Regions from separate parts of the Mus musculus genome. Here all the other regions are linked to region 2. Evidence: chromatin contacts called from public promoter capture Hi-C data. All regions are on one chromosome and are shown on one strand. Each heading gives the region's core, a stretch centred on a gene start, on an enhancer-like site or on the middle of the called end of the contact. The rest is flanking DNA. Distances are from core to core; before and after follow the strand shown.

The links. Capture Hi-C pulls out chosen DNA fragments and counts their contacts.
Region 1: a contact with region 2 is called in a promoter capture Hi-C map of adipose tissue. The contact joins two enhancer-like sites. A contact is called at or near these places in 2 of 484 Hi-C or Micro-C datasets (nephron progenitors and pachytene spermatocytes), 3 of 115 datasets of contacts at active chromatin or transcription factors (CD8 T cells, embryonic stem cells and intestinal villus epithelium) and 3 of 9 other capture datasets (adipose tissue, liver and pancreatic islet).
Region 3: a promoter capture Hi-C map of liver shows a contact between it and region 2. The contact joins two enhancer-like sites. A contact is called at or near these places in 19 of 39 promoter capture datasets (the 3T3-L1 cell line, 3T3-L1-derived adipocytes, the C10 cell line and 13 more), 4 of 115 datasets of contacts at active chromatin or transcription factors (CD8 T cells, effector CD8 T cells and embryonic stem cells) and 3 of 9 other capture datasets (adipose tissue, liver and pancreatic islet).

What each region holds. Positions count from the first base shown.
Region 1 is chr3:32,432,912-32,435,702 of GRCm38.p6, forward strand. All of the region lies in intron 1 of Pik3ca (phosphatidylinositol-4,5-bisphosphate 3-kinase catalytic subunit alpha), which reads left to right. Among named protein-coding and RNA genes, the nearest start is that of Pik3ca, 37 kb to the left of the region's middle. Within about 2 kb of position 1,335, at least 5 of the 459 cell types and tissues checked have an H3K27ac peak or open chromatin away from gene starts, as enhancers often do. A contact at or near this core is called in adipose tissue, where this site is marked.
Region 2 is chr3:32,536,170-32,539,110 of GRCm38.p6, forward strand. It overlaps Mfn1 (mitofusin 1), which reads left to right. Exons shown (of 18, transcript NM_024200.4): 4 at 2,101-2,263. Among named protein-coding and RNA genes, the nearest start is that of Mfn1, 8.2 kb to the left of the region's middle. Within about 2 kb of position 1,567, at least 53 of the 459 cell types and tissues checked have an H3K27ac peak or open chromatin away from gene starts, as enhancers often do. A contact at or near this core is called in adipose tissue and liver, where this site is marked.
Region 3 is chr3:32,413,289-32,416,252 of GRCm38.p6, forward strand. All of the region lies in intron 1 of Pik3ca (phosphatidylinositol-4,5-bisphosphate 3-kinase catalytic subunit alpha), which reads left to right. Among named protein-coding and RNA genes, the nearest start is that of Pik3ca, 18 kb to the left of the region's middle. Within about 2 kb of position 1,338, at least 31 of the 459 cell types and tissues checked have an H3K27ac peak or open chromatin away from gene starts, as enhancers often do. A contact at or near this core is called in liver, where this site is marked.

The DNA of each region.
Region 1 (2,791 bases), core at 85-2,584, 100 kb before region 2:
TAGGTCATGCTGCCTTGGACGTTTAGGCGGTTGTAGTAGTCTCTACCCGTGGTATCAGGGTAGGGATGAAGGTGGAGAGGAAAACTAAGTACAGGAGCTTAGGATGGATAGATAAGTTAGATGTTGGTGAACCTGAAACTGAGGGTGGCAGGTTTGTAGATTGTGTCATGCCCCTCCCTCCCTTCCTTCCTTCCTTCCTTCCTTCCTTCCTTCCTTCCTTCCTTCCTTCCTTCCTTCTTTCCCTGTTTAATTCCTCTGTTTCTATACTATGTTCTGTAGGCTATCTTCTCTCCCTACTTCCATTGAGTCAGCTGGGCACACTGTTTATAGAATCTATTCACCATAGCTTTTCTTCTTCTCTGGAATTCAGAGTGTAATTATTATCACACATACCATGCTATTTTCACTCTGAACTTCCTCTAATGAAGGCCAGAGGAGGACATCTGTCTCATTCTTCCTTACCTACTCTGGTGGTTTGAATGAAAATGATCCCCAATGGCTCATAGGGAGTGGCACAGTTGGGAGGTGTGGCCTTGTTAGAGTATGTGTGGCCTTGTTGGAGGAAGTGTGTGTGTGTGTCAGTGGGGATGGTCTTTGAGGTTTCAAATGCTCAAGCCAGACCCCTTGTCACTCTGTTCCTGCTGCCTGCTGATCTAGATGTAGAACTCTCAGATACCTCTCCAGCACCAAGTCTACTGGCATACCACCATGCTTCCCATCATGACAATAATGGACTAAACCTCTGAACTATAAGCCAGCCTCTTTTCCTTAATAAGAACTGCCATGGTCATGGTGTCTTTTTACAACGATAAAACCTAAGACACTACCTACCCAGCACCTAACAGAACCACACCCTTGGTGAGGAACCAGTATCTCTAGTTCCTATGTGCTGGTATCATGTGCCACATGAGTAGGATGTTTGGGCCTTTTCATGTGTATGAGTTCTCATCTGAATGTATGTCTGTGCACATGTACATGGCTGGTGCCGATGGAGGCCAGAGAAAGAGTGAGTTGGAATCCCTAGAACTGGAATTAGATGTGGTTATGAGCTTCTGTGGGCTAGAAACTGAACCTGAGTAGGGAGGATCTCTGCCAGAGCACCGTGCCCTCTTCCTTGCTGCTGTCTCTCCCCTCCCCAGGACCTTCTCACTTGGCATCTCCTGCTTGACTTCTGTGCTGCTTGACTTCTCAGTGTCACTGAGTGGAAGAAACCCTAAAAACAGCAGGAAATTGCCTTCTGTTTTCTCGTTTTTAAGAGGAGCCTTGGAAGGCATGTGTGTATGGGGGCTGGGGACTTGAGCACTGGTACATTGTCCAGATGTGGTCAGAGGACAGCTCTGGGAACTGGTTCCCTGTGAGACCAGAGATTGAACTCAGGTCATCTGATTTCCATGGCAAGCACTTTTACCCATGAGCCATCTCAACAACTGTAAGCGTGCATATTTTAAAGGTTTTAATGGCATCTTCCAAATGAGTCCCCAAGACTGCTGTCATCTAAAATATTATAAGTATTTAATCCGAAGTGGGGTGACACAGAGAGTTAGTCGTAGGTCCTTCAATATTTAAAACAGTCCATCTCAAGAATATTAAGAATTGGCACAGCTTAATCACCATGCTTCAAGGAAAATAATTGATGATATTTTGTTATGTAACAATATACTTTAAAAACCAAATTGGGGGCTAAGAGTGGCACCAGCCTTTAGTCCCAGCACTTGGGAGGCACAGGCTAGCCTGATCTACAGAGTAAGTTCCAGGGCATCCAGGCTACCCAGAAAGAAGCCCTGTCCTGAAAAAGCAAAAACCAAAACAAATGAGGCAGAGAGGTGGATTTGCAATTAAGAACACTTGGTGCTCTTGAAGAGGCCCAGAGTTCACGTCCTAGCATTCACATCAGGCAGTTCACAGGCATCTGTAACTTCAGCTATACCTGTGTGAATTTGATGCTCTTTGGCCTCTGCAGTTACATATGCACACATGCAAAAATAGAATACCTTTAAAAACAGAATGGAAGCCACTTATAACCCCAACAGTCAGCAGGTGGAATTAGAAGCATCGGAACATCAAGCAAGGCTAGTCTTTGTTATATCGAAAATTCGAGGCCAGGCTGGACCGTCTTAGACCCTTTCTCAAACAAAACCCCAGAGTGGTCTAAAAGTATCACTTAGACAAACAACCCAGCCCCCTACCAACAGAAAGGAAGTGACAGGGACTAGAGAAATGGCTTTCAGTTAAGAATGCATACTGCTCTTTCGGAGGAACAGAATTTATTTCTATCACGCACATCAGGCACTCCCTGCTGCCTGTAACTCCAGCTCCAGGGAGATCTGTTCCCTCTGTCCTCTACAGGCGCCTGCACTCACATGCACACATTCATTAAGATTTAAGATAGAGCCGGGCGTGGTGGCGCACGCCTTTAATCCCAGTACTCGGGAGGCAGAGGCAGGCGGATTTCTGAGTCTAAGGGCAGGCCTGGTCTACAAAGTGAGTTCCAGGACAGCCAGGGCTACACAGAGAAACCCTGTCTCGAAAAAAACAAACAAACAAACAAAGATTTAAGATGGAAAGACTAAGCCATTTAATTTCACATGACTGCATATGCTGGGTGAAGAGAAAGAAGGAGGAGTATCTGGGCTGTATTTACACTTAAATAAGTCAGGACCCGTTACCTAAAAGATCTGCCATGTCTGTGGCATCCTCAAATGATAGTAACAGTGGCAGAAGCCATCTTCGTGTGTGCCAGGCAAGTGCTCACTACTCCATCCCATCCCTAACCTGTTGGCTGCTGCTACTT
Region 2 (2,941 bases), core at 317-2,816:
ATGTAAATAAAAATAATTGGGGTAGCCTAGAGATTAATTAGAAAGGTAAGAATTACAAAATACTTGGTTGAATGTCACTCATTATGATAGGTTTATGAACAGATGTTTGTGTTCCCATGATATAGATGTGTATTGTTGATGGTTATTAGGCATTCAAATAAAGTCCCCAAATGCCAAGTTGGATAATTTAGATTGCAACCTGGGTAAATTCTAGGAAGTTTAGAAGTTATTGTGGATTGAGATCTGGGGAGTTGATGAGATAGTTCATACGGATAAGACAGAGTGAGATAAGTTGGTGGGAACAGGTCAGGAAAACCAGGAATGGTTGGGATCCTAGAACAGAAGTGGTATTTATGTCCTTTTCTATCACAGGCTTGCTAAAATCCTTAGGATTTCCTGAGTGATAGGAATAGCTTTATTATTTATGAGCTCCTTTGAGCATACCTGAATTTATGCTAATGAGCCTAAGTGAGTTAGGGCAGCCTTTAGATTATTTTAGGTAGGTTAGGGCTGGACATTAAATGATTTGAGAGTTAAAAATTTTGAGTCCCCAGAAGGTGGGTGGCTGGTGACTGGAGATAAAGCTTTATGAAAAGGCTTGAACAGAGTCCCACATGGTGGTCCATACCCGTGATCTCAGTACTGGTCAGGCCCAGGAGGGGGCCTGCTTCTGCTTGCCTGTAACTTTAAAGTCAGATTCTTGGGTTCATAATTTGCAGAGGCCTTGGCATCACTGGTGCTTTCCCAGATTCTAATGGGGGCAGAGACCCAAACTCGGCTTTAGAACCACTGCTGCACAAAGTCATCAAGGAGATGCTTACTCTTTCAGGAAAAAAGGGTTGTTGTTTTTAAAATTCATTTTCTTTTTATGTGTACCATATTTTATCTGCATGTATGTTTATCATATACACGCAGTGCCTCTTAAGGTCAAACAACAGTGTCTGATCCCTTAGGACTGTGGTTTTGGGAACTGAACCCAGGTCCTCTGAAAGAGTAGCCAGTGCTCATTACTGTTGAGCCATCTTTCCAGCTTCAAAGGGTTACTCTTAAACAAAGGTCAAAAGCATTCTTCTAAGTTACAGTGTTCTCTCATCAACAGCCACTGCTGTAGTGAGTAAGGGAGCTATAATCATTCCTGCTACTTCCTGGGCAGATTGGGAACAATTTCCATGAAGTGAAAGTGTGCACCATTGAGAGAAGATGCTGTTTTCTAGCAAAGCAGAGGCTCCAATTAGCTTCTGAGAATTGAGTGGACTGATTGAAAGTCAAATTTCTGAGGGGAACAAGAGATGTTCCTTGGGTTTCAGAAATGTATTGAACGCTGTGCATGCATAAGAAATTGCTCAGAACCCAGACAATTAAACACATTCATTGCATTTACACACTGATTCTTAGTCGGTTCAGACAGGACACAGTGGAGACAACTTGTCTTTGTTCCTCAAGATTGGGGTCACTCAACACTGGAGGGGTAGAATTGTTTGATAGCTTCACTCACATATCTGGTACAGTGAGGTGGGCTGGAGCACTTGGAGACTCATCTGGCCACCTTGCCAGACCTCCCATCAGCACAGCAGTCAGTGAAGTTGACCTCTTCTGTGGCAAGATTCCCAGTACATGTGACCCAGTAAACAGGAAAGAGCTGCCTTGCCTTTTATGTTCAGCCTTGGAAGCCACCCAGTGTTACTTGTGAAGCAGTTACCATCCAGCCAAGATTGAAGATGAGACATTAGACTTGTAATAGGAAAAATACCACAGAATTTTGATGTTTGCTTTCAAATTGCCACAAAAAGAAAGCAACAAAAGCTAAGGGAAAGTTTTTCCTTGGTACTTTACGTCCTCTAAATGTACATTGGTAATCTTTAGCGGTGCTCATCATTCTTCTTTGGCTCTTTGTGTTGTTTTATTTTACTCTGTCTTGTGTACCTGAATTCCTGGTGGTCCTGTCTTTACCTCCAAGTGTCAGATTACAGGTGTATTCCATGGCACACAGGTTGAGGTTGTCTTGTTTTAAAAAGTGCTGTCTATGTAACTGAACACTGAAAACATTGGTTTTGAGCCCAGTGAAGCGTGTGTTTACTCCTTGTTTTGCATGTTCCTTAGGACAAGTAGTGGCAAGAGCTCTGTCATCAATGCAATGCTGTGGGATAAAGTCCTCCCCAGCGGGATTGGTCACACAACCAACTGCTTCCTGAGTGTCGAGGGGACCGATGGAGATAAAGCCTACCTTATGACCGAAGGGTCAGATGAAAAGAAAAGTGTGAAGGTATACTGCCCAACCCATAATGTACCTGCAAATCTCTATAATTTTAAGATTTTTGTATAATGTCCACCTGGCTAGACATGGAAGAACTAGTGATATTTACTTTGAACAACTTGCAAAGGCATTGGTAATATTTTGAATTCTGAAAATGTTTTTCTGAGAGCTAAATTATTGGACATATAAAATTGTTAACTTGTTTTTACTAGGGGTGTAGGGGATAGAACTCAGGGCTTCATATATGTTAGGTGAAATCTGCCATTAGCCCTGTCTTTAATTTTAAATGAAAATAGAATTAAGGTCCTCTTTTTAAATTTTATTTCTATTTTATGTGTATGAGTGTTTTGCCTGCATGTGTGTCCACCACATGCATGCAGTGCTATTGAAGGCCAGAATAGGGCATTGGATCTCCTGGAACTGGAGTTAGAGACAGTTGTGAGCTGCTGAATGGGTGCTAGGAACTGAACTACAGGGTGGTTCTAGAAGAATAGCCAGTTTTTAACCACCAAACCAACTCTCTACCACCCAAATTAAGAGTTTTCTTTAGAAACTGAGATTTAGTAAAAATAGATTATTAGAAAGTTGCTGTTTAATCTCAACTTTGCCTTTTCTCCCCCCTCATCTCCATCTCCCTCTCCCTCTCTCTCTCCCTCTCCCTCTCCCTCTCCCTCTCCCTCTCCCTCT
Region 3 (2,964 bases), core at 88-2,587, 120 kb before region 2:
GTTTCACCTAGTGAACTCCTCCAGGTCAAGTCAGAGACCTGTCTTAAAATAAGGTGAAGAGAGATTGAGGAAGACGCACAACCCCGACCAACCTCTGGCTTCCACATGTGCCTGCTTAACATACCTACAAGTATACATGCACACAGATGGACACATGCACATCACACTGACATGCTCACAAAAAATAAAATCATAAAAGTGTTTGAGAGACAAGCTGGCCACTGTTAGTAGCCACTGGATTTAAGGGATATTAATGTGAGCATCCTGATCCTAGTTTTGAGTTTCCTAATGTTTCTTTTATGGTTTGGTTTGGGTAGGTTTTTTCCCTCTGGAGAGAGGGTCTTCCTACTCAGTCTTGGCGGCTGGCCTAGAATGTGTTATGTAGACCAGGCTGGCCTCCAGCATGTAGTTCATAGATCTGCCTCTCCCTCCTGAGTGCTGAGATTAGTGTGTGCCTCTACACCCAACCCGTACTCTCTCTTAATCTTTGAAATGTTTATTGTTGTGTGTATGGGTGCACCATGATGCATATGTAGAGTGGTCAGAGGCCGGCTTTGTGGAGTCAGTCCTCCTTCTATCTTTACCTGGGATCCTGGATTGGACGGGTCATCAAGTTTCTGTGACAGGTGCTTTACCTGCTGAGTCCTGTGATTTTTACTAACCTGCTTAGTCAACCTCTTCCCCACCCCCTCCCCTCTCTCCCTTGGTTTTTTTTTTTGTTGTTGTTGTTGTTGTTGTTTTGTTTTTTTGTTTTTTGTTTTTGTGCATGCACATGTAGCTGATGTGAGGAACCACCCCCAAACTGCCTGTTTTATACCTCCCAGATAGGGTCTCAGTCCAGTGCAGATCTTGACAGCATGGCTAGCGGGTGTGTGCTGGAGGTCCTCTCCACTTTCCCAGGCCTCACCCACCTGCAGCCAAAACCTGCTCTTCATGCTTACAGGGCAGGCAGTTTAACACTGAGCCATTTCCCAGAATACCAACTCGGTAATATTCCTCATTGCTTCCTGTGTTATATTAATTATGCCCAGTTTTCCCTTCCTAGTCCTCTTATACTTACTTTTTACACTGACAAGGAATGGTGACATTTTGTTCTATACCCATTCTGAAGAGGCCATTTTCTGATTAAATTTGGGGATTGGTTTAGGGGAAATAAAGCTTTGAGAACCTCATTGTCCAGAAATACCCTGTTTGTTTTTCCTTTTACCGTGATAGTTTGCTGGGCATAAAATCCCTGGTCTGGCTGTTTTCCAGCAGGTTTTAATTGCAGCAGTCTTCTGCCCTGTTGCCGCCAGTCAGATGTTCATTGCTTGTCATGTCTCCTCTAGAAGCTGGGTCATGTGTTGTCTGATCTAGTTTCCTTTCGTTGTACAGAGTCTTTCCCTTTATGCCTTGTACCAGTCTTACCTTTAGGAGCTCTGGGGAAGAATAATTGTTTTTCCAGAGCCTTTCTTTGTTTGTTTCTACGAGGCTGGGGTATTCTTAATAGTTTTTTAATTTGGCAAGTCTGATAGGTGAAATGTTGTATCATTTAATTTGCATTTGTACATGACTATAGATGAGGGTTTTTTTTATTAGCCATTTGCATTACTTCTATGAACTCTCAATCCATACTCTGTGTGTCTCATTCTTATTTATAGTTTCTACTTTTGTCAGTTATGCATAGCAAGGAGCTTTTACTTGTTTGTATTTTGTTTTTCCTTTAGTATGTCCCTCCTCACGGAGCAGTTTTCATCCCCATATGCTGTTACATTTGTTCCTTTTTTTTTAGTTTTATTTAGGAAGATCTTTTTTCATGCATATTGAAAAGCATTATCTCATGTTTTCTTGCAGTGTTTACATGGTTTTATTTTTACACAATTTATTCAGAGCAGGCTTTAGTTTAATGTAAAGTTAAATTTAAAAAAAAAACCCATATAATTTATTTTTCATATTTTGAAACGGTCTCACACTATAGTCCAGACTGGCCCACCAAGCTTGGGATTACAAGCACACAGCACCACGTAGGCCCCCCCCCCCCCCCGCGCCCTAGGCCCCCCCCAGCGCCCTGCTGTCATCCCTCTAGGGTCTGGCTAGTTCTAGGTGGTCTTTTCCTCTTGCTTTGAAGCGACACATTGAATCTTTTTATTTGTTTTAAAGCATTGTTTTAATATTTATTTTATCTTCAATTATGTGTCTGTGTGTACATGAGTGCCAGTGCTTATGAAAGCAGAGGTATTGGATCCCCCTGGAGCTGGAGTTACAGCAGTTGTGAGCCACCTGATGTGGGTGCTGAGGACTGGACTCTGGTTCTCTTCAGGAGCAGTACTCACTCAACCCCTGCGCCATCTCTTCAGCCCCAGTCATTTTATTGTGGTGGTGCTGGGGGTGGGGGTGGGGGTGGAAGAGGAGGAGGAGACAGTGTCTGGCTGTGTTGCCCAGGCTTGCATATGATCTTCCAGCTTGAGCTGCCAGAGTGTCTGGAAGTACTGTATGAACTGTACTTTTGGTACAGTCTTAGATCTCTGGCTAGATCCTTCTCCATACTGCTTCTAGACAGCATGCTTAATTCTATAAATATTACTGGTTATTGTATATGCATTATATCAGTGTATAAATCATCTTGAGGAGAGTTGATGTTTTTGTAAATTTATATCTTTTGGCTCAGAAATGTGATTTTATTTAGTCTTTTGTCCTACTTTATAGCATCTTATTTATTTATTCATTTGTTCCATGATAGTCTGGCTGGCCTGGTATTATATAACCCAGGCTAGCCTCTAATTGTTGGTGGTCTTCCTATCTTCTGAACACTGGTATTAGAGGCATACAGTTCTTCATCTTAAAGGAGTTAAAAAAGCCAGCTGTGCCACGTCAGTGGCTGGTCAGTTCTGCCAGAACCACTGATCATCAAGTAATCATATTGCTTCAATTAGAGAAGCCTGGTTCTTCCTGTACAAACAATTTACTTGTGTGTGTGTGTGTGTG